5 separate regions of the Mus musculus genome follow, and all the other regions are linked to region 2. A link is a contact called in public Hi-C and promoter capture Hi-C data. All regions are on one chromosome and are shown on one strand. Each heading gives the region's core, a stretch centred on a gene start, on an enhancer-like site or on the middle of the called end of the contact. The rest is flanking DNA. Distances are from core to core; before and after follow the strand shown.

Region 1 (4,708 bases), core at 1,164-3,663, 3.1 Mb after region 2:
AAGTGGTCTTTGGATCCTAGAGGGAGCATTTTCAGCCCAGAGGAGAAAAGTTCATCAAATCTATATATGTATTTTTATACAATGAATTACATGCATAATAGATCATTTTAGGTAAATAGTTAACAGTATGATTTCCTTTGGCTTTTTTAGAAATCCTTTTTGTTTTTCTTGTCTTCCTCCCTTCTTGCATTTACCCCTTTTCCTTCCCTGGAGAAGTGACCTTTACCCTTCCCCTATCAGATCACTGTACTCTGCCTTTCCTCTTTAACATCCTCCCACCTTCTGTATACATCTCCCTCTCTCCCTAAGAACCCCTCTTCCCAGTTCCCTGATCAGATTACTTGTACCCTGCTAGCCCTCTCTCTATTGCTCCCCAACTCCCCAGCCTTTTAATGCTCCTATTTTGCTTTCTTGGTTTCTACAAGCTATGCATTTACATTGGAAAATTTGGAACTAGGAGCATCCAATGAGAAACAACAACAACAACAACAACAAAAACATGTGAAGTTTCTCTTTCAGAGTCTGGGTTACCTTCCTCGGTATGATGTTTTCTAGTTGCATCACTATGTGCAAAGTTCATGATTTCATTTTTCTCTACAGTATTCACAGACAGGTTTTCTATAATTGTTGAGGTATGGCCATTTGCTTGTATTGTAATGCTAAGTGTGGGTCCCCAAGACTTGGAGAAGAGGGAGTCTAAACCTAGTGAGCTGTGTGACCTTGCCCCCAAGTTATTTCATTGGTGAATAAAGATACTGACAGCCAATAGCTGGGCAGAAGAGACATAAGCAGGTTTTATGGTTCTCGGGCTCTGGGGGAGGGGGTGTTGTTGTTGTTGGGAGAAGCACAAGCAGAGAGAAGAGGAAAGGAGGAAGAGAAAGTTAACAAGGGTTAGGAGTCATGGCCCTGTGGGCTTGGAGTTACAAGCAGCCCACATGAAACATAGTAAGTAAAAACTCTGGGTTATTGATAGGAAAGTAGATTCTAATACCACAGAGGATGGATATCTGCCCAGCTTTTATGCTGCTTAGAGTTTAATATACATATAAAGGTTGTGTGTGTCTTTTTATCCAGGAACTGAATGATCAAAGGTGGGGTTAAGACCCCAATTGAGATTAAATATCTCCACAGCATCCAACAGGCCATTACTTTCCCAGGTACACTTCAGTCTTTTGTTTCACAGGTACTTCTTTACCTACTGGGAACAGATTATTGGGTGTGTCTTACATATACCTCTAAGTGTTCAGTATATTTCATAGCATGTATCCTGGCACTCATCATCTGTAACAAGAGGCATCCTTTCTCTAAGTTACTCTATAGTAATAATACTAGGTAGTGTGTGGGTTGATTTGTTCTGTCTCACCACATACATGGCTTCCTCATTTTGTCTCTAGCACTATGTAGCATCCCTCAGTATTTATACCTGTTTTATAATTTAAGCTGCTGCTTTGATTTTGATAACTTTACTCAGTTATAAACCTCAGTAGGGTTTATACAAAGTGATCAATATACTTTTGTGTCTCACTTGCAGCACAGTAACTATTTATTAAAACCTTCCTTCACTGAATACAGTGTGGCTACCCGAGAGATTGAATAACCAAGGTTTTAAACACATCTAAAGACCACTCTGACTATAACTGCTACATATTTCATTTATTGGCTCTATTCTATTTGAGCCAGGGTCTATTCTGTTACACTCTCCATTCGAGGCCTAGAATATGCACTAGGCAATTCTTAATGATCCTGCCTGTATGCTGTATGAAAATTAATTGCATGGTAATGACTGAGAGGAGTTTAATCAATATCAGTTTCTCATTAACACCGTTTCATGGTTTACAGCAGCTGTTGTACAACAACCTATTTTGGATAAGTGGAAATATTTGGGATTGTGGTATAAAACACGTAACTTAAGTAGAGGTTCGGTTCTCTGTTGAAAGCAAAGCAACAGGGATTTGACTAATTGTCTAGTGCGAAGGCTGCATACCAACACTGGTGTCCCTGACTGCTATTTAGGTGCCTGATTGATTTCATTTTTCCTCCTTTCCAAAAATGTCCAACTTTACCAGCTTTGATAGAGGTGAGCTGGGACCACGCGTTTTGAAAAGTGACTACCACAGAACAGTTAAGGGGCCGCTGTCCCTATAAACTTAACTGAAGGTCAACTCGCAAAATGCTACTTCCCTACCAAGCCACAGAGGCCATGGAACAACTGAGCAGTGGAGGAGGCGGGTCTCCCCCCACACCCCCGTGGCAAAGCCCAACCCCCGTGCTCTTTGATGATTGGCGGATTCACTGAAAGCACCGCCTTCCGGCGCGTGCACGGCCGCCCAGTGGGTGGGACCCAGAGGGTGTGGGAGCGTGCGCGCTCCCGTCGGAGGACCGGAAAGGGGGCGGGGCGGGACGTGCGCACCCGATGCGCGGGTGGGCGGGGACTGGTCGGCCGCGGGAAGCAGAGCCTGAAGTGCGAGTGTGGGAGCCGGGGCCCGGGAGGGAAAGGTCGCCACGATGAACACCGTCCTGTCGCGCGCGAACTCCCTGTTCGCCTTCTCGCTGAGCGTGATGGCGGCGCTCACCTTCGGCTGCTTCATCACCACCGCCTTCAAAGACAGGAGCGTCCCAGTGCGGCTGCACGTCTCGCGGATCATGCTGTGAGTGCGGCCGGCCGGCCGGCCCCGCCCGGGGCTGTGTGCGCGGTCCCCGAGGGCTTCGCCGCGGGCCGTCCACTCCGCGGACGCGCGTCCCGGGGCCCTCAGACCCCAGCCCTGCGCGGTCGTCTCCCGAGTGGCCTGGGTCAGCGCTCCCCTTCCTTCCTGTTCTGCACGTCCCTCACCCACCCGGGCCAATGAGGGAGCAACACAACAGCACACCCACACCCGCGCTTCCGCCCGGCGCCTCCCCGCCTGCAAGCGCGCGTGGGGACCTCAGCCAGTCCCCAGTCCCCCCTGGCCTGGGTGTCCATCCAGGCGCCTCGGTGGGTGGCTCTGGTGTCACGTCCAGCCCCAGTTGGTTCTCTTTGACAGTCCCTGAAGACGTCTGTCTGTCCCTCGTGGACACACTACTTGGCAGCTGCTGCCTTGAAGTTAGGATGTGCAGGATGCACAGGGGCGGTTTAAACATCCCAGTTTCTTGTTATTTTTAACGTCATTCTTTAGCCAGCAACCTGAATAAGTCTTAGGAGACATTAAAAATAGAATTTCGAAATGACTGTTCTTTTCCCGTACTGCCTGTTTTATTTATAGCATTTCCCTCCATTTTTCTGGCACTTTTATCTTTCACGCAGTGGTTTTAATTCCTGTATGCTCTGTGTGAACTGTCCTCTACAATCTGCCCGTTCTTTTAGCCTTGGTTTACTAATTTGTTTGTCAGAATCACCAGTAAGTGTCTCCTCTTACTACTGCTGCTGCTTTTGATTTTTCATTTTTATCCCCAACACTTTTTGTTAGGTACTATTGGTGATTTAAATAGACGTAGCTTAGATACCGGCCCTGCCATCACCTTCTGTGGTGACCTAGATAAACTTGAAACATATTAAACATTGTGATCTTAAACAGGTTTCTTGCAGTCGCAGGTGTTAACATTTGTTGTAAGTGAAGAAAGTCACTGGAAGGATTGTTGTATGGATTTCAGATAATTGTGGAAAGTGCATGTTGGCTCTGACATATGGCATGTGCTTATAATCAGGTGCTGCGTTCCAGATTATCTTGTGGCCTGCTCCGCATAAAGTATTTGTGTTTCCGTTTTTCTTTTTAGTTTTATTTTTTTCTCTTCCCTTGTGTTCTCTCAGGGCTCCTCGTTAGGCAGATGAAAACCACTGACTGCCTTCTCTTGTATTGAATTATAATATTTATTTTCAGACAAAAGCTTACTCTTAAGTTTACGATTTCGCTGTTAAACTTGGGTGTGACTTCTGCACACAAGGAGCCCTTCCTGTTTCAAGTTGTGTACGTTTAGTGTGATACTGTGAGGGATGGTAAAACTTTTATCTTTACTTCTAGAAAAAATGTAGAAGACTTCACGGGCCCTAGAGAAAGAAGTGACCTGGGATTCATCACATTTGATATAACAGCTGATATCCTTCAAGAAAGCCTGGCATTGCCTTTTCTGTACATTTGAAATGAGATGCGAGTGTAGGAGAAGGGGAAGAGGGAGTATGACTCCACCCCAGCCTGGGAGTCATGTGCGTATATCTTAAGTCTTCGTTTAAACAGCAAGTTGAAGGTAGGAAAGAAAAGATACAGTTAAATCATTTTGGTTAGAGAAGGAAAAACTCGCCAGAGCTCAGCCTGCCCAGAAATAGCCTGTTTTCAATCTCAAATAATCTCTCATCTCTTAGGAGAGAAAACAAACAAACACCTCCTATGTTTCAAAGGACGTTGCATCTGCAGTGGTTTGTTCAGAGGGCCACTGATGACAACTTATGTCAGCGTTTTATCACCTGTCTGTCTGGTCAGATGGAGCCTAATGAAGCTTCTTTGATCAGCCAGGATGAGTTATTTTCTCTTTATCTTGTGTCTCTGTCTTCACCAGATTGACGTCTCGGCAACCTTAGTCTCCTTTAGGGCCACAGGTTGTAATCCTGGCAGTGTATCATCATCATTATTATTATTAATCATTGGTTAAGGAGACTGTTGTATAAAGCAGCTGACCAAAGCATATGTCTGACTGGTTTACCAGCTGTTCTTCCTTAAACTATTTGCAGTTTTTAATT
Region 2 (4,689 bases), core at 1,189-3,688:
CTGACAATAAAGTTTAATGTTAAGGTGTCAGAAGATACTGCAGGTTTGAAAAGGAGATCTCTGTAGAAAGGCCTGCAGGCGAGCACTGACATTTAGAAATAGTTCCCCTAGCTTGGGTACAGTATGAGGAGGCTAAGATGCCCTGGAGAGTGTAGCCCCAAAGCAGGCACAGTTCCGTGTGTGTGTGTGTGTGTGTGTGTGTGTGTGTGTGTGTGTGTGTGTGTGTGTGTAGGTCCTCTTTAGCAGAGTTCATGTGGGTGATGATTTTTTAAACATCACCAAACCCTTAAAAGGTTCTGACCTGTGGAATCCTGAAAACATTTTAGAGTAAACACAAGATGATTATACTGTTTGGCAAAGACAGTGCATGTGTTGGCAAGATGAGAAAACCTCTGAATTCAAAGAACATCGGACACCAATCTCAGGCGGTAGAAAGCTTAGACGACAGGCGTGAACCACTGGGTACATACTGTCTGCTCAGAAGTTTTATTCCTTTGCAATGAGTCTCCAGCTGGCCTCAGAGGCAAAGGCAACCCTGTCACCATTCACATGTGACCTCATAACCTGTCAGAGACTACTGCTTCTCTTCTTCATATCTCCCCTCCCATTAGGTGCAACTCTTTACTCTCTTCAGGGACCACTAACCCAAGGATCAACAAGTCGGAAACAGCTCAGAGTGGCAATCTCTACATGCAGTAATAGCTGCGGCGTTCACAAGAATTATACCCATAATCACCAAGACTTACCCTATTCGTATTATCTGTGCTTTATTTTATTATCTGCATGTGCACTTGGCCTCAATTATCTCTTTTGGCAATACTATGAAGTATTATAATCATGATTTTGGCAGATAAGGGCCCTAGGCTCAGAGAGGCTAAGTGTGACTTTTTCCTGACCCAATCATTTAACATAGCTTCTCATTTTCTAAAGAGTTCTCTACAAAGGCTAACTGCCAACAAGTGTGGCGAAAATCGTATATTTTAAGGTATACTTTCAGTTTCACTTAAACAATGTTAAGAACTCAGAGGAACACCGGCTTTTACAACCGAATACCTGGTTATCATTTTCTAACTTTTTGGCCTTGCATATTTCAAGTTGTGGTGGCAAGGTCATCTTAGACTACTAACAGCAGTTGGGTGAGCTCCCATCACTTCAGCGATGAGGGCTACTTCCCAGCTATGCTCATAATCACAGTCAGTTTTCCATCTTCTCAATAGTGGACAACCATATCTGAATAACAATGCATATACTGTTGATCACTAGGGGAGACTTAACCAAGTTTCACTTGTTTCGAAAGCAAAATACATGCAGATAAGGCAATATTAGGATTAAAAAGGTCAATTTACGCCATCCTTAAACCTGCTACCGAAAAGCATTTGTTCAACAAATTGAGTAGTTTAGGGGTATGGCACACACTGCAGACTGTGATTTAAAGTGATTGACATCTTTGGCACAATGTACAAGGGAGAGGCGTGTAGCTAAACATTTGCCAATATCCTTTCCTGGAAAAGTCAGTTGTGAGAGAAGCAACGATGCATGTACGGAACGTTTTAAAAGCCCGAAATCCACTTTCCCCAGAGTAGGAACTTGCAAGTCCATTAACAGGGACCGTAGTGAGAATTAGCTAGTCGACTTGGCTTTCTAATTAGCCCAAGAGAGAAGGCAATACTGCCTTTCCAAGTGAGTCCTCTTTTAGTTCTGTGGTGTTTGCACATCTCACCTGGGCCTTTCGATTACAAATCCACCTCCTTAAGGAGCCCTGTGAAAAAACAAGATTAAAAAAAAAAAAAACAGCTATAAATCAGCCACGTGGAGTTACTGCTGCAGCAGCGGTGGCTGACTTCCTGGTTTCCTTCCTGCAAGCCTCTGGCTGGGGAGATTGAGCAGTGGGCGTCGGGAAGGGCAGGGCAGCCTAGGGCGTCTGCAGGTCCACCTGAGGGGCACCGGGCGGCAGCATCCTGGCAGGGCACGGGCGTCAAGGACAGAGTTTTGGTCCCTAATTACAATAAAAGTTTGGGGATCTGCAAGCTTTAGGAAGCGGAGCCTTAGGGCAAAGGCTAAGACCAGACCTGGGGGAAAGTGTTAAGTTAGTTCCAAGGTTACTAGGGACTCGCGGGTGGTGGGGGGTGGGTTCTCGCGGTCGCGGGTGGAGGAAGGGGGTACTGCGGAGCTAGAGCGGGCAGGTAGAGAGAAGGGAAGCCTGGAAAGCTACACACGCCGGCCGGTCGGAGCTCTGCGGAGGCCGGCGGAGGGGAGGGGGTGCGGCAGAGCAGTGCAGAGGCAGGCGCGGGGAGGGGGCGGAGGGGCGAGCCAGGGGAAGGTAAAGCCGAGGGGAGTTCCGGATCTGGTGCTGGAGAGGGCAGGCGGTGGGGAGGGCGGCGGGCGTAGTGATCCGGGGGGGGGGGGGGGGGGAAGGAGGAGGAGGAGGAGGAGGGCCGGGGGAGGGGGAAGGAGGGAGGGGAGAGCGGTGGCGGCGGCTGCGCCGGGCTGTGTGTCTCTCGCCGCCGGAGGAAGATGAGGCTGAAGATCGGGTTCATCTTACGCAGTTTGCTGGTGGTGGGAAGCTTCCTGGGGCTCGTGGTCCTCTGGTCTTCCCTGTCCTCGCGGCCCGACGACCAGAGCCCACTGAGCAGGATGAGGGTGAGTGACCCGCCTGGCCCCCTCCGGCAGAGGCGACCTGCAACTTGTTTTTTTGCGCGCGCGCGTGAGTGTGTGTGTGTGTGTGTGTGTGTGTGTATGTGGCGGGAGCAAGGGGCGGCGGGGTCGCGGCCGCGTGGGCGCCGCAGCTCCGCAGGTGGCGCTGGCCCGGCGCCGGCCGATCGGGGGCGCCTAGCCCTACGCCGCGGGTACCCCTCGGCCGCCGCCGGCCCGCCCCCTGGCCGCCCCTTCCTCCCGCGCGTCCCCGCCCCGGGTTCAGCGCCGTCACCCGCGCTACTGCTGCTGCTGCCGCTACCGCGGCCGCCGCGGCGGCCGTGGTGGCGGCTATAGGCGGCCGCTCCAACGCCGGGACTGCCGGGGCGGAATCGCAGGACAGAGTCGGCTCCCCGGAGCCGAGGCTGCTCGGCGTCCGACTCGGGGCTACGACCCCCGCGCTGGCGGCAGGCGGGCGCGGGGTTGGTCCGAGCTGCGGCCTGTGGCGCGTGCAGGCCTGAAGGAGGCGAGATGCCGGCGCCGCCGCCGTGGTCCGGTGGAGCAGGCCCCGCGGTCCAGCCTCTCCTGTGGTCCCCGCCCAGTCCGGGTGCTCGCCGCGGGGGCGCCCCTAGCCTGTCCGCCTCGGGCTCCAGCCCACGGCGCCGCCTCTCCGCAACTCCCGTGGCCGGGAGCCGGGTGCAACGTGTAGCTGAGGCCTCGCCCCGCACCCCTTGTCCCTTCGATTCCCGGACAGGGGAGAGACACGTCCCCACCCGGATCGGCGTCCCTGCACCGGGGCGCCTGGGAGCCCCGGTCGCCCGCTGTGCTCCCTCGTCCTGCGGATCCGGAGCGGGCTCCAGTCCCCCGGCCCTACCTGGGCTGCTCCGGCCGAGGACCTAACTTGTGCCGGCTCCTGGCCGCCCCTCGCTGCCTGTTCCATCAGCCTGACGCCGAGAGGCGCGCTCCGCTGGGACGCATCCGTCTGCCGCCCTCGGCGCCGGCGTTAGTCTTGACAGTCCCGGCTTTGAGGGTTTAGTCAGGCTTCTCGGAACTTTAGTTACCGGGATCCGGCCACTGCGCTACGCTCGCCCCGGCAGTTGGCGGCGCGAACTGCTTCGCACCTCCCCAGCTTAACCCCCACCCCCTCAGCTTGGTGAACCGTTACACCCCCTGCTCCCCCGGAGTTCCTCATCCCCGAGCCCTCCAAGCCCCACAACCTCGAGTCCAGGTTAGACTCAGAAGAAGTGGGAGACACTAGGAGTTCTGGACACAGACGCTGAGCAGCCGTGGGAGGAGTCTCTTAAGAAAGTGCCTTCTGCAAAATCAGCGTTGCAGCTACATAATCTACTTTATTAATTTTACTTTTGGAAAGTTAGCGTCAGGAAGTTGAGGGGAAAAGCTTGTGACGACCTTCCAAGAGTAGGGCTCTTCAGTTGATGCTTATGACACACACAACTTAATCTGTAAATTGCTGCATTTGGGGCTGGCCTTACTGAAGTGGAGTCTCACCAAAGTCTAAATTGATGAATTTTTTTTTCCTTTTCACTGTGTTTGGAGTGATTTTTTTTTTGTATATTTTTGCTCTCAAACTGATTTGATGAGATGAATATTGAAATTGATTTTTTCAAGTCATGAACTGCTCTTTTATATAAGAGGCATTATATGATGCTGAAAATCCTAAGCCCCATTTTTCTGAGAAGGAAATTGAAAACCTGCTATAACTAGTTATGTTCAAAATGTCCTGTAGTTCTGATCCTTTTAAAGCCATGATTGGACCCAGCACGGTGGCGCCTGCCAGTAATCCCAGCATTTGGGGAGCTGAAGAAGGTCATATATAAGTTCAAGGACAGCTAGGCCTATAGGAGACTCTAGTCTCAAAAAGTTGGAAAAAGAAGTTGGGGTGCATCATAACTTCTTTCTAGGTAGTTTATTAGTGTTGATATATAATAAACTATAGTGCCCACCTTACTGTCTATAAAGTGAGCATAACTTAATTTTTTTGTACAATTTATTTGATAAGTTTGCCAATGGACCTAGTATAACTTGTCATTTCTGTAT
Region 3 (4,433 bases), core at 1,260-3,759, 3.8 Mb before region 2:
TACTCCACCAACATGGCTCTAACACTCTGAAACCATAACCTCAATCGAACACTCTGTTTTATATATAGCTTTGGGTCATGACATTTCGTAATAGCAATGGAAAAGAAACTAAGCCATCAACGCATTAAGAAAAAAAATCTTTTAAAACAGGTATCACAAATTCACCTCAATCTTTGACCAACCTGTTGATACCGGCTGCATTTACCAAGAAATTTACTGGACCTAAATGTTTCTCCATCTCTTGAAATGTACTCTGAACATCTTGTTCTTTGGCAACATCACACCTAAATGCCAAGTGGTTTCCTACAAAACAAAGTTAAATCAGAATTACCTCTAAATCTTAACTTGAATTTCGAATTTATTTGCTTTATGATTAGACTCTTCAGCAAGCCTGTGCTGGGCCGAGCAATGACAGCCAGTCATGGGTTCCTGCCCTCAGAGCACACGATGAAAGGACAGGGTGGATGGAAGTGAAGGAGAAATAATGAGGTTTGTTTTTTCCGTCTTGTGTATGAGTGTTTTGTTTTTGTTTTGCTTTGAGATAAGGTTTTACTGTGTTGCCTAGACTGACTTCAAAACTCAGGCTCATCTTGCCTCTGCCTGCCAAATTCTAGGATACAGCAAGTACATAAAATAAAACATTATCGAAATCTAACTTTAACTTTGGAGTTTTCTTGAATGGGAGATTTAGACACAAGAACTATGGGTACCTGGCTACCCATAATGTTGGCACTTGCTGGACTCACAAGTTCATGGCTATTCTGAGTGACACCTCAAACCCTTAAGAAGAAATAAGCTTGGAAAGTCTAGAAACAAAAGTGGTCAGGGCCAGCAAGATGGCTCACTTGATAAGGGCACTTTCCACCACGCCTAACAATCTGGGTTGAACCTTTGGGTCCCATACAATGAAAGGAAAGAACAGACTGTCCTCTGAGTTCCTCAGGTGCACAATGACATAGATGTACTCATCCAACCAAATGAATAAATGTGATTTTTAAAACTGCAATTAAATCTGGGCATGGTAGTGTATACCTTCCGTCTCAGCTTTGGGATAGGAGATTACTACTGTAAGGTTGTGGCCAGCATGGACAAGAGAGGTGGCTCCATAGAACTCCCTGATCCCTATCACCAAACTCACGAAGTCACTGATGGGCTTGGGGAAGCAACCCTGACTTCAAAGTAAACATATTCCCTATCTGATAAGCTACCATATTAATATATATGCTCCTCAATTTATGATAGGGATACATCAAGATGAACCAACTATATGATGGAGAGCCGAAGAACAGGTAACTAGTACCACAGGGCAAGGTGGAGTATCTAGCAAACTGGAAGCAATGCTGACTGGCTAGGTGTTGAGGCTCGTGTTCACACCCAAGGTGAACAGATGTGTTCCCCTGTGTTCCCAGCACGGAGGAGGCAGAGACCAGCTCCTGATCCAAGGGAAACCTAGGCTGCGTAGTGAGACCCTATGTCCGAGAAAGCTGGATACCACACCGCAGGTTCAGAGTGTACTCTGTACTAAAGACATCACCGTCCCATCACAGTAAGGAGATCTCAGCAACTGGGAAGCTGAGACACGAGATCCACAAGTTCAAAGCCAGTGTGAGTTACATATCAAGGCTATTTCCACATAAGTAAAGAAATATAGTCGGCACCAGACACTCTTAGACCTACAAGATACCCAATGCTTTCCTGATAGTGACATGTATTTTTCTCCATTCTTCAAGTTGTCTTCTCCAAACGAGACTTAAACTTGCAATGCAATGACTAATCCGTTAATAACCTGGGGTTGGGGGGGGGGGGGCTGGAATAGGAATACAATCAAAGGGCCTGGGAAAACAAATTAGTAACTTACTAAAGTCATTGATGGGCTTGGAGAAGCAACCCTGACTTATCAAGAGTTTCTCTTTGAAATACTGTCGGGTGCCTTCGCAAAGGGCAAGAGCTCTCAGCAAAATGCAATCTAGCCATTTGTATCTGACTTCTCTACTTTCAGTATAATCGCGTCCATTCTCTCCTCCCAGAGGCCAGAGCAAGGCAGCTCTCAATATCAGCACTGGCCGCGGGGAAGGCAACTACTTGTCAGGGGTCCTTAGAATCTGCCTGGAGTAGGCGAGAGCCCCTGTGAGTGTTTGGTCATGGGGCACGAGCGATCTGGGGCGCAAACCCGGGTACATGGGCAGGGCCCGTGGACTGGAACTCAAGGACTTGCACCTTGGTCGCACGGCGAGGACACTTCCGGTACATACCGCCGAGCTCGCCGGCGGTGACTTTGGCCACTTCCAGGTTTCTGGAGACGATCGCCAGACGGTAACCCTTCTGGGCCATTAGCTGGGCTACCGCCCTGCCGATCCCCCGGGAGCCTCCAAAAACCGCACAGACTTTGTCCATCTTGGACCGCGGACCAGCAAGATGGATCCCTGAGACTCAGAACTTGTAATAAAAGACACAGCTACTGACAAAACCAGTATGCTCTCCTTTCAACAGACAACCCAGGCCACAAAACAAGGCGCGAGGATTAGACGTCAGTGCACACGGACTCTTCGAGGGTTGCATTGCATTCTGGGACTTGTAGTCCTTACTCTCTTGCACTTGTGAGCATTTTAGTAACTGCTGCTGGATGCCTATTCCCAAGCCTGGTTAGTTCTATGAGGGTAAATGTCCTGTCAAAGAGCACAAGCCGTGTGTGGTGGCTCAGGCCTGTTCACTCATCACTGTTCAAGGCCAGCCTGGTCTAGAGAGTGAGATCTTGTCTCAAAGACAGCAACAAAGAAAGAACACTGTGTAGAGGGATTCAATAAATGCTTGTACTCCTCTTTTTGAGGAAAAGACCTGCTATGTTACCCAGGCTGGCCTCAGATTCTCTATGATTCTCCTCCCTCAGCCTCCACAGAGCTGCTGGCATCTACAGGTATGGGCCTCCACGCTCTTCGACTGATCAGAATAGAGTAAAGATTAAAGAGCAAGCTTAGGTCATTATTGGCAATATTGGGTTCCTATACTCCTAAATAAGATATCCTGAGTGCTTTTTTTTTTTTTTTTAAGAAAAAGTTAGCTGGGCATGGTGGTGCATGCTTTTAATCCCACACTAAGGAGGCAGAGGCAGGTAAATCTCTTGAGTTGAAGACCAGATTGGTCTAGAGTTCCAGGACAGCCAGGGCTGCACAGAGAACTCTGTCTCAACCATGCCTCCCAAATAAACAGATAATAAATAAATAAATAAATAAATAAATAAATAAATAAATAAATGGCATGATTTGTTAGCATTCTAGTGTAAAGAGAACATTTCTTGACAGAATATTAGTGTACTAAATAAAAAAGTAGACCATAGTCCCTATTGGAGGTAGGGAGAATTCTGGAGCAACAGGACTAACTCACATAAAACTCTAATGGGCTAAATTGTTTATTAAAGTACAAAGTTGTATTAACACCAGAAATCAAAAGGCCAGTGAGGACTGAAGGCACAGCAAGCTGGCAAAGCCGGGTCTGAGTATTGATTTCTAAATTGGGGAGGGGTGGGGACCTACCAGAAAAGTTGCACATTAATTTTAAAGTTTTTCTTTTTCTTTTTTTTTTACCTTAAAGAGAATACTATATAGTTTATTAAGCAAAACATGAATGACCAGATTTATGTTGCTACAAATCCCATGTTCCAATGTTTTATGAAGTTTTTCATTGTAATAAAACAAAGCCATACATATTTTTAACCCATCAAGTCTAGCTAGTGGTGTGAGTGTGTGTGTGTGTGTGTGTGTGTGTGTGTTCCACTGGGTATTGGAGACAATCTTCAAATATGTTGGTTGTCAGAGAAGAAAGGTAAATACCAACTCAACTAAACACCCCTAGATCTACAATGACAATCTGCCCTGAATGTGACATGCCCATGCAATAGTTGTTGGTTACATAAACAATGTTTATGCAAAAACCATGACTGGATTTAAGGCCCACCCCATGAAGCTAAGCCTGTCAATACTTGGTGACCAAAAACCTGAGACTAAATAGGCCTAGGGGAAGTACCTACGACAAATATCACTGTCCTGATGAAGTAATGTAGCAATAAAAAAGACTCCAAATGACATTCTGCTATTTCCCTTGGTCAATGTCATACTCAGCCCTCACCGGAGAAGCTTCCTCTTCCAGTATACGGGAACTAACAGAGAGCCACACCTGGACAGTGTGCAGAGAGTTAGAGGTTGGGATACTCACTATATGTTCTAAATGGGATATCTTCATTAAACCCGTCTGCTCAGGGTTCAGGGATCTATAACAAAGATGTGGAAATAGTGTAAGAGCCAGAGGGGAAGAAAGACACTAAGGAGAAAGTGTCTTCTAGACGCCAGGATTGATGTAGATATCAACTCAGAAACTGTAGTAGCATGCACAGAGCCTACACAGGTCCAAGCCAAATGGGTCCAAGCAAGAGGGAGAAG
Region 4 (4,045 bases), core at 974-3,473, 3.3 Mb before region 2:
CAGGCATCAGGCTTGGTGGCAAGTGTCTTTATCTGCTGGTCCATCTCAATGTCCCTATTTAAATTTTGAACAGGATGGGGTTACAGGTTGGAGGCAGAAGCATCTGCCTACTATTCACCAGGCATCCTTGAACAATTTTCCATTTCCAAACACTTCACCTTAACATTTAAATTCATGCTACTACAATATCTTGTTTCTTTTTAAGTATATCAACTATGCTCCAGAAAAATATTCCTCAATTCCAGTCAAATTAGATAGGTACCTTTCTAATTTTCTAAGAACTGTTTCAAGTAAGTAGTGCTTGATAAATAACATGAACCACATATTAAAAGTTTCAGAGTACAGGAATTTTAAACTGCATCTCCATCAGTTAGGAAAACACTGACAGAGATTAAGCATTAGCTCTTTCAGATATTTGATGGATAGGTTATTCCAAAGGGAAACATTAGGAATAGGTGAGGCCTACTTCTAACAGATGCCAAGAGGTCTTCTGGTACTGTCTGCAGGCAAAATCTATACACACGGTTCTTCCAAAACAATAGAGACAACCTGAATTGTAGAAAACGGTCAATGTGTTTTCCAAGAAAGGAAAATTCTCTATTTTTTTCATTATGAGGAATCTCTAGAAAAAAAATAAAGAATTGCTAATATTTTTTAAGTATGTGTTTTCTTCTTGGTAAATATATTTAGACAATACCCAAGGAGTTTATAGTAGAAACTATCAACAAGCAAAAAGAAACTTCCTCTGTTGAAAAGCTATCATGTCCACGATTCTAGAAGGGTAAAACCTACTTGGAATACAGTGCCAATGCATTAGTAACACGACCTCAAAAGAACTGTGGTTAAGTCCCACAGCCTTCATCAGATTTCTGACAGACTTTCTTTTTCAGTGTAAAAACCAGTTTCCCCACAAAATCTGTTACTCTGGTTTCACCAGAACAAGAGGCCATTTTAAATGTAGACCTCTAGATCCTAGAAACTAGAAACAAAGAACTGCTTCTTTTTCCATCTGGCTGCTGCCCATCACCTCCACTTACTGCAGCATAAGCAAAGCCCATCACCGTGAAAGCTCAGATGGACTAGGGCTTTTAAGCCTTCACAAACATTTCCGATGTGATTTATGTAGGCAGTAAAAATATTTCTGCTTCTAGGGAGATCTTACAGGGAAGAATAAAACATTGGGCAGGGTATATAACTCAGTGGCAGATCACCTGCCTAGCAAAAATGAGTTCCTGTCATCCAATCCCCAAGACCCCTTCCCAAAGTTACACTGAATTATTAAAGTGGCAAAACTTTTAATACTTTACACGTGGAAATTGTGTCAAACCATGGAAAGCTTTAGGGTAACCAGTTAACTGCTATTTTTCTCATTAAAATATACAGGCATCTAATCTAATCTATTTAAGTGACTTATCATCTACTTAGATTAGTTTATCGTCTCTTAAGAGAGCGTTATCTTTTTAGAATACCAAAGAATTGCCTTGAGCCATACACAAGTCCTCCCCATTAACAACTTAAGGAGAAGGTGCTTTAGGCGCAAACACTTAAGGCGAGTATCCATGCACTCCACAGATCTATACAGGTCTCCTCACTCCCGGTGAGTTCACCATTCTGCTTGTCTGCCTGTCACTGCTTTCCCACGCGCAACTCACCTCAATGACACGGGACCTGAGTCAGAATAACAGTGGCGACCATAAGCACCGGTCTAGTGGCGGCAGTGTCTTCCTATAGGACTTAAGGCAGAAGCACCACGATGCATTTTGGAAATGACATGCTGTAAGAGAAAGCAAGTCTGTCTACCCAGCAGCCGCTCACAGCCCAGGCTGCGACTCCTACACCGGGCACCGGTCTCTGGCTGACGCGTCAGACTTGCCACCGTCGGGTCAGGCACAGTACTCCGCGACCCGCCCTGGCTACGCGGACGAAACAAACACAGCGGTTCCTGACCCCTTGGAAACGGCGGCTGCACAGGGGGAGTTGCTGGGTACCGCCCCCAACTTCACAGGTCGAGGTGGCTTGGCCAGGCGCGGACCCGCAGCGTGTGGGACTGGGAGGCTACCTGTCGCCCAAGTCCTCCCGCCTCGTCACAGTGACTATGGATTCCGGGGTGAGGGCAACTGCACAGGCTCAAGGTAAGGACGCTGCACGTTGCCGCCCTGAAACCATAGAGCTACTGCTGAGGAGAGGGGAACGGCCCTCGCGTCACTGTCGCTGGCGTGTGACGTCAGCGCGCAGGAGCCGACTTGTGGCGCTGCAGGGGAGGAGCCGGGATCTGCGGGGGGCGGGGCCAGGCGAAGCGAACGGACTGTACGTGCGGGGCGGGGCTGGACTAAGAGTGATGGGGCGGGGCTCCGGGGAAGGGCGGGGTTACGGAATAGGAAAGCTAGTGGGACCCGGCTCTCAGCCAGCAGCTGAGCTAGCGGGGAGCGTGAAGGACCAGAGGCCGGCCTAGAGGAGAGAGAGGCTAGGGAGAGGGTGCAGTGAGTGGGGGGCCTGTGGTAGGTAAAAGCTAAAAAGGGCGGTTTGGGAGCGGAGCGTAGCAAGCCGGGGATGGGTAGGGCAGAATCGGGGACGGGGGAATGGGGCGGGGCATCGTCAAGGGGCGGGGCCATTGGAATATGTTTGGGCCAAAAGAGCTAGGAAGTACTGGGACTAGAGAAAGGACTGGGCAAGTGCATTGGTGCAAGCACCGGGGACTGGGGGCGGGGAGGTGGAGACTGGAGCAACTTCAAGAGTTAAAAACTCCAAGCACCAAAGGGAGAGCGTGAGGTACTCCAAGCTCAAAGGAGCATGTGAAAGACGGGTGTCGGTAGAATAAAGTAAAACCGGAAAGAATTAGGCTGAGTGAAGGCGGGAATTTCGCTCAGGAATCTGACTCAGACTGAAGAGAGCATATTAACAACTTTTTCCCACACGGTACACAGATAAGGTACTTTTAATTTGAGCGCTCATTACTTAACTGAGGATGCCAAATATTTACAAGTAATTTTTCTTTAAGTACAATGCCCTTTAAAAAGTTATTTTAAGGGATGGCTCAAACAGCTCATCTCTGAAGACAGAAGACCAGGGTTCTGGGACGCAAACCTTGGTCTGGTTAACTCACCTGTAACAACTTCAGGAGCATCTTCTGCAAGCACCGGGACCTGAACTTATGCACATATCCACAGTTACTTCGTGAACTTAAACGAAGCAGTTTTATCTTTAATTTTTAGAATACAAAGTTACATTACAGTGTCCTACACCTTTATGTTTACTGTATATACACTTTATACTGAAGGGACTGACGATGTACAGTAGACTAAAAATCATTCGATGCAGGAATTGAAACAGTTGAGAACAAGCCTGGTGTCATCCCGAGTAGCTCTACTCAGTGAGCTAGAGGATGGCACTCTAGAAGTCCATACTTGAGGCAGGAAGAGGATAGTGTCTTTGTATACAGCCATAGTTGCTGTCCACATTGTTCCATTCGTGTGAATGGAACACTACCGAGGCTGCATAGACCTTGCCTAAGATCTGTAGACAGTTGATTTCTCTTTTCCATCCTTTCCCCATCCCACACACCCAAATCGACTTTTCTAGGTTCAGGAGCTTATAATTCTTTCCAGCTTGGAAATGGACAGATTAAGGGCTTCTTTGCCAGATGGTGACACTGCAAGTTACCTAAGCTAGTACATTAAACAAATGTTGAGAGTCAGCTCTTGTTTGTTTGGTTTTTGTTTGTTTGTTTCTCTGTATAGTCCTGGCTGTCCTGGAAATCACTTTGTAGACCAGGCTGGCCTCGAACTCAGAAATCCGCCTGCGTCTGCCTCCAGAGTGCTGGGATTAAAGGCGTGCGCCACCACGCCCATCGTGATTCAGCTCTTCAATCTCCAGGAAACTACAAGAGACTTATTTCCCATATGTTTTTAATTCTAATCTTTAGCTCCATCCAACTCCACCTGGCAGGAATTTTTCTATGTACAACTCTAGTTCTGCCCACATAACCCTATCCAGCAAAGTGAGGGGGCATCACTGCGACCTGCTAATCTAAGCAAATACTTTTTTG
Region 5 (4,565 bases), core at 1,652-4,151, 3.2 Mb before region 2:
TTTGTGCAAAGAACACAGTTTACACGGTGGTCAAAAAATACCACCCAAAGCATGTCTCTAAATGTGCTTCTCCATAGCAGAGACAAACAAACCAAGAAGAAACAAAGGGAAAATGTAAAGCTGTCATAAAGGCATAAAAGTTTCAGCTCTATTTTGGTACCAAGATGCCATCACATCATCAGGCCTTTCACTTAAACAGACTCATCACGCACACCAGAAGCAAACGATCACAAGTAACTGGATACAAAGGACTTATCAGATAAAAGCTGTTTCTGTTAAGTACAAGGGCACACACCTGTCATGTTATTACCCAGCAACCATAGCACTTAAGAGGACTGCCTGAGCAAAGCCATCGTCGGATACATCTTTAAGAACAAACAAAACGAATGTACAATGGCACATATGCATGAGTAAGCCAGGATGAGACCAATTTCTTTGTATTCTAACCTAAAACATAAATAATGGGGGAAAAAAGCTGTTTTTTCAGGAACTCCAACCATAGTTAGGTCTGCACTACTTACCACAATCATTACTACCCTTCCACTTAAAACCAGATAACTTCCTTTTGACATTCCAAACAAAAAGAGAGGAGAGGTATGGTATAGTTAAGGATCAATATGGGAATATCCTCTGAGCTAAAAACCATGTCTTTCGGAAAAGGCTTTGTAATGCTAAGATTTGCATCTCTAGCACCCATGCAAATTAAAGGTTAAAGGATGCTATTGGAAACTGGCTCAGTGCTACCAAGGCAACTTGCTTACTTTGCGTATCTGTCTTGTTTTCTAAGTACAATCTCTTTCTTTCTGGGAACTTAGATCCTTGTGGTTCTGAATCCAGGCGAAACTCGGCACATTCTACCCGCAGCAGGACCAGCGGCACCTAGTGCTGCAGAGGCTAAGGGATACAGCTCAACGCCGCCCAGTGCGCGGGAGAGCTGCCCTCAGCAAGCCAGTGCCGCTAGAGTCGGCATTTCTCACCCAGGTGTTGATAACTACATGTTCTCAGGGGTCCAACCATATGTATTGGTAACTGTCATTCCAAGCCTACACACTGTATGTACAAGTCAGGCATCGGGTAAGAATTGTTTTTGACAGCACTGTCCTTAGGAGGTTGAAATGCCAGCCAACAGGAAAATAGATAGTTACAGGGCTTTCAAACACTGGGGAACAGTAACTAAATGAAAGAAAGAGAAGTACAGTTAGACAACATGGCTCAATCTTTGTATGATGTTCAATTAAGAAAACCCCCCAAGATTAGATAGATGTGTGGTGGTTTTAAACAGAATAGCACTTATAAATTTGAGTACACCAAGGAATGGCAGTACTGGGAAGGACTAGGAACTGTGGCCTTGGTGGAGGAAGTGTGTCACTAGGGGATAGATAAGACTTTGAGGTTTCAAAAAGCCCATTCCACGCCCAGAGTCTCTCCCTTCCTGCTGCCTTCCAGTCTAGATGTAGAACTCTCTGCTTCTCCTGCAGCATACCTGCCTGCCTGCTACCACGCTTCCAGCCGTGGTGATAGTGGACCGAACCTCTAAAACTGTAATCAAGCCCCAGCTAGGCACTTTTTTTTTTTTTTAATGGTCATGGTGTCTCTTCACAGCAGTAGAATACTGACTAAGACAAGATGTACCATAAAAGCTTTTTAAGGAAACAACAAACTCTACAAGAAGGCAAGGGTAACTCCAACTTCAGGGTGATAGCCACAGTGACTAGAAGCGGCAGGAAATGCTTAGGCAAAAAGGAAAAGGCACCCAAATGGGTAGATGCAGAACTGTGGGAGTGGTTTTACATACAACGTATTTGGTCACATTGTCCCCTTCCCTAACTCCACATGACTTCAGGGACTGAATTCAAGTCATCAGTACTATTACTCTCTACGTCATCAAGCTGGACTTTGTTTAAGACAGGTCTATTGTAACCCAGGCTGGTCTTGAACTTGTAATGTAACTGAGGAGGACACTGAACTTTTGGTCTTATTGCTTCTGCCTGACAAGGCTGTTCTCTTTAAACCACATTTTTAACTTGGTGTTGTGAGAAAACACAACACAACGAGAATAATACCTATGTTCGCCATCCACTGGCCGTTAAGCCTTAGCAATCGCCTCACCCTACCCAGTTTAAAACATAGCTGGTGTCACTTTTGTTAAACGTTCGTTTCCCTGCTTAACTTCTCCCATTAGCTACTGTATGCTTAAGGAACCCATGAAATCATGTAAGAGTCCAGACTGGCCAATCTATCACTCATCTGAGAACCCGTATCCCTTACACTTCCAGGTCAGGCTACCAAAGTAGCCGGGCAGTGGTGGTTCGTGTCCTGGAGGCAGAGGCAAGAGGGTCTCTGTGATTTGGAGGCTACATATTGAGTTCTGATCTACATATCAAGTTCCAGGACAGCCGGGGCTACAACATAGAGACTGTCTTAAACAAAAGTCTTTAATAACTCCAGGGCTTGTTAATTCCAGCATTTTCTTTTACACACCTGCGTTAACCCCAAGCAAAAAAAAAAACGAAAGGTGAAATGTTTGTTCGCGTGTGCCTCGCCGCCCTGGCAGCTCCTCCAGTTTCCATCAGCTGGTTAGTAAGTGAATGAGTGAGTGAGTGAGTGAGTGAGTGAGTGAGTGAGTGAATGAATGAATGAATGAATGGTCCGTCCGCTGGCTGCAGAGCTTCGTGGGAACTGGGCTGGCGCTGGAAAGGAACGACTTCCCCGGGCCATTGCCCCGCAGGGCGGCCCTCGGCTCCTCCACGGCCCATAGCGTCCCCATACCCAGCGCATCCCGCCTCGCCTACCTGCGGTCCCGCCCCGGCCGTCCGGCGCTTCCCGCCACCGCCAACCATCCCGCAGCCGCAGCGAGCGAGCCAAGGCCCGCGCTCCTGCCGCTTCCGAGCGCCCGCTAGTGCTTCCGGGTTCAAAAGCCGCCAATCCGAGCTGCCGCTTAGCCACTCAGAGGCGCCAATTTAGAGACCAGGCTCCGCCCCCTGAGACGGAGGAGGACGCAAGGCCCGGTCCGCAGACCTGGGGTGGCCCCGCCCCCCCGAACGCAAGCACCGCCCCCTGAGCTACATCCGGGGCCCCGCCCATTGCCTAGCGCCAGCGTGCGCTAGAACCTAGACTATATGACTATTGAATTTGGGTTCTTAAGGAGCGATAAACTTCGTCCTCATATGCTCAAGAGAGATAGCTTTAAGATGCTGCCTCACTTCAGCCTTTTCGTTTTCTTTGTTTCTACTCATTTAAAGAATTAATTTTTTGCACTCCATCCCTTTCTCTCTTTTTTTTTTTTTTTTTTTTTTTTTTCCGAGACAGGGTTTCTCTGTGTAGTCCTGGCTGTCCTGACTCAGAAATCCGCCTGCCTCTGCCTCCCGAGTGCTGGGATTAAAGGCGTGCACCACCACCGCCCGGCTTCCCTTTCCCTTCCTATTGCACTATTGTCTAACACTAAGTAAACCTATCTTTTCTCTTTTCTTTACCTCCCTCCATTTCCTTCCCTTTATCTTCACATCCTCTCTCTCTCTCTTTCTCTCTCTCTCTCTCTCTCTCTCTCTCTCTCTCTCTCTCTTCTCATTTCTCTGTTCTTCATTCCTAATACAATTCGTTTTTTGTTTTTGTTTTTACAAATCTTGGCTATGCTTAGTGTAAGCCCTGTACCACGAGCAGCTGCAGCACCCCGAGCCAGTTTAAAAAGGCACACTGTCAGGCTCTACCCAGAGCTTAAAAATCAGAATCTGACTCTCAGGAAGAACACAGTTTGGAAGACACACTCCTCCACCACCTTCCCCTTCTCTTCCTTATTCACAATTTGTATACTCTCATTTTGTGGAACATATCCTTGGTTTTAAACTTATTTTATTTTTAGTTATATGAGTGTAGATTTGTAGATTTGTGTGTGTGTGTGTGTGTGTGTGTGTGTGTGTGTGTGTGTGAGCGCGTGTCCCACAGATGGCAAAAAAAAGGCATCGGATTCTCTGGAGATAGAGTTATAAGTGGCAGTGAGCCACTCGACGTGGGTGTCCTGCAAGGGCAGTGTATTACTCTTCACCACTGAGCCTTCTCCTCCGGTTTTGAGGAGCACTTCAAACCAGGGGCACAGCTGCTCCCTTGCTGTAACTGGGGCGGGAGTGAAAGAGAAAATAAAAGACCTAAAGGTCGCACTCCCTCCATCCTCCTCCTACCCCACTCATGTACTCATCTGGTACATGTTTCACACCAGCTGAAAGAATTTCAGCACACCTAACAATACTTGAAAAGACTGTGATAATATAGGCTAAAGTCTTTAGAGAGCTGTTTGAAACAAGAGTGTGGAAAACAGCCAATAACCCATACTTGGGATTAGAATGTTTGTTTCCATATGACCTTTCATACTAACCTTTATCTCATTCACAATCCTAACCAGTGCACCTCTTAAACTACTTTATAATCTCATTTACAAAACGAGATTCTTTAAAATAAGCGAATCCATTCTTTTTACATTTAATTTTAAAACTTTAATCTTTGAGGCTGGTTATAAATTACATTATTTGAACAATGTAATTTCAAAATCTCTATCAAATATAGATTTTTTT

Evidence for each region. Promoter capture Hi-C pulls out the DNA fragments that hold promoters and counts their contacts. Hi-C and Micro-C count contacts between places; a contact is called where the count stands out from the background.
Region 1: a promoter capture Hi-C map of pre-B cells shows a contact between it and region 2. The contact joins the promoter of Spcs3 here to the promoter of Galnt7 in region 2. A contact is called at or near these places in 2 of 39 promoter capture datasets (liver and pre-B cells) and 3 of 484 Hi-C or Micro-C datasets (CD4 T cells, CD8 T cells and regulatory T cells).
Region 3: a Hi-C map of B cells shows a contact between it and region 2, with 7 read pairs. The contact joins the promoter of Cbr4 here to the promoter of Galnt7 in region 2. A contact is called at or near these places in 1 of 39 promoter capture datasets (pre-B cells) and 1 of 484 Hi-C or Micro-C datasets (B cells).
Region 4: a Hi-C map of pre-B cells shows a contact between it and region 2, with 6 times the contacts expected there. The contact joins the promoter of Nek1 here to the promoter of Galnt7 in region 2. A contact is called at or near these places in 1 of 39 promoter capture datasets (pre-B cells) and 1 of 484 Hi-C or Micro-C datasets (pre-B cells).
Region 5: a contact with region 2 is called in a promoter capture Hi-C map of pre-B cells. The contact joins the promoter of Hpf1 here to the promoter of Galnt7 in region 2. A contact is called at or near these places in 2 of 39 promoter capture datasets (the C10 cell line and pre-B cells).

The regions. Positions count from the first base shown.
Region 1 is chr8:54,527,703-54,532,410 of GRCm38.p6, reverse strand. Spcs3 (signal peptidase complex subunit 3 homolog (S. cerevisiae)) reads left to right here and starts at 2,413. Exons shown (of 5, transcript NM_029701.1): 1 at 2,413-2,648; 2 at 3,996-4,069. The coding sequence starts at 2,506.
Region 2 is chr8:57,650,804-57,655,492 of GRCm38.p6, reverse strand. It overlaps Galnt7 (polypeptide N-acetylgalactosaminyltransferase 7), which reads left to right and starts at 2,438. Exons shown (of 12, transcript NM_144731.4): 1 at 2,438-2,640. The coding sequence starts at 2,515. AW046200 (expressed sequence AW046200) reads right to left here and starts at 3,740. Exons shown (of 4, transcript NR_040698.1): 1 at 3,506-3,740.
Region 3 is chr8:61,485,810-61,490,242 of GRCm38.p6, reverse strand. Cbr4 (carbonyl reductase 4) reads right to left here and starts at 2,509. Exons shown (of 5, transcript NM_145595.2): 1 at 2,253-2,509; 2 at 183-303. The coding sequence starts at 2,394.
Region 4 is chr8:60,991,371-60,995,415 of GRCm38.p6, reverse strand. It overlaps Nek1 (NIMA (never in mitosis gene a)-related expressed kinase 1), which reads right to left and starts at 2,223. Exons shown (of 33, transcript NM_175089.4): 1 at 1,653-2,223.
Region 5 is chr8:60,888,764-60,893,328 of GRCm38.p6, reverse strand. It overlaps Hpf1 (histone PARylation factor 1), which reads right to left and starts at 2,901. Exons shown (of 8, transcript NM_028299.3): 1 at 2,793-2,901. The coding sequence starts at 2,840.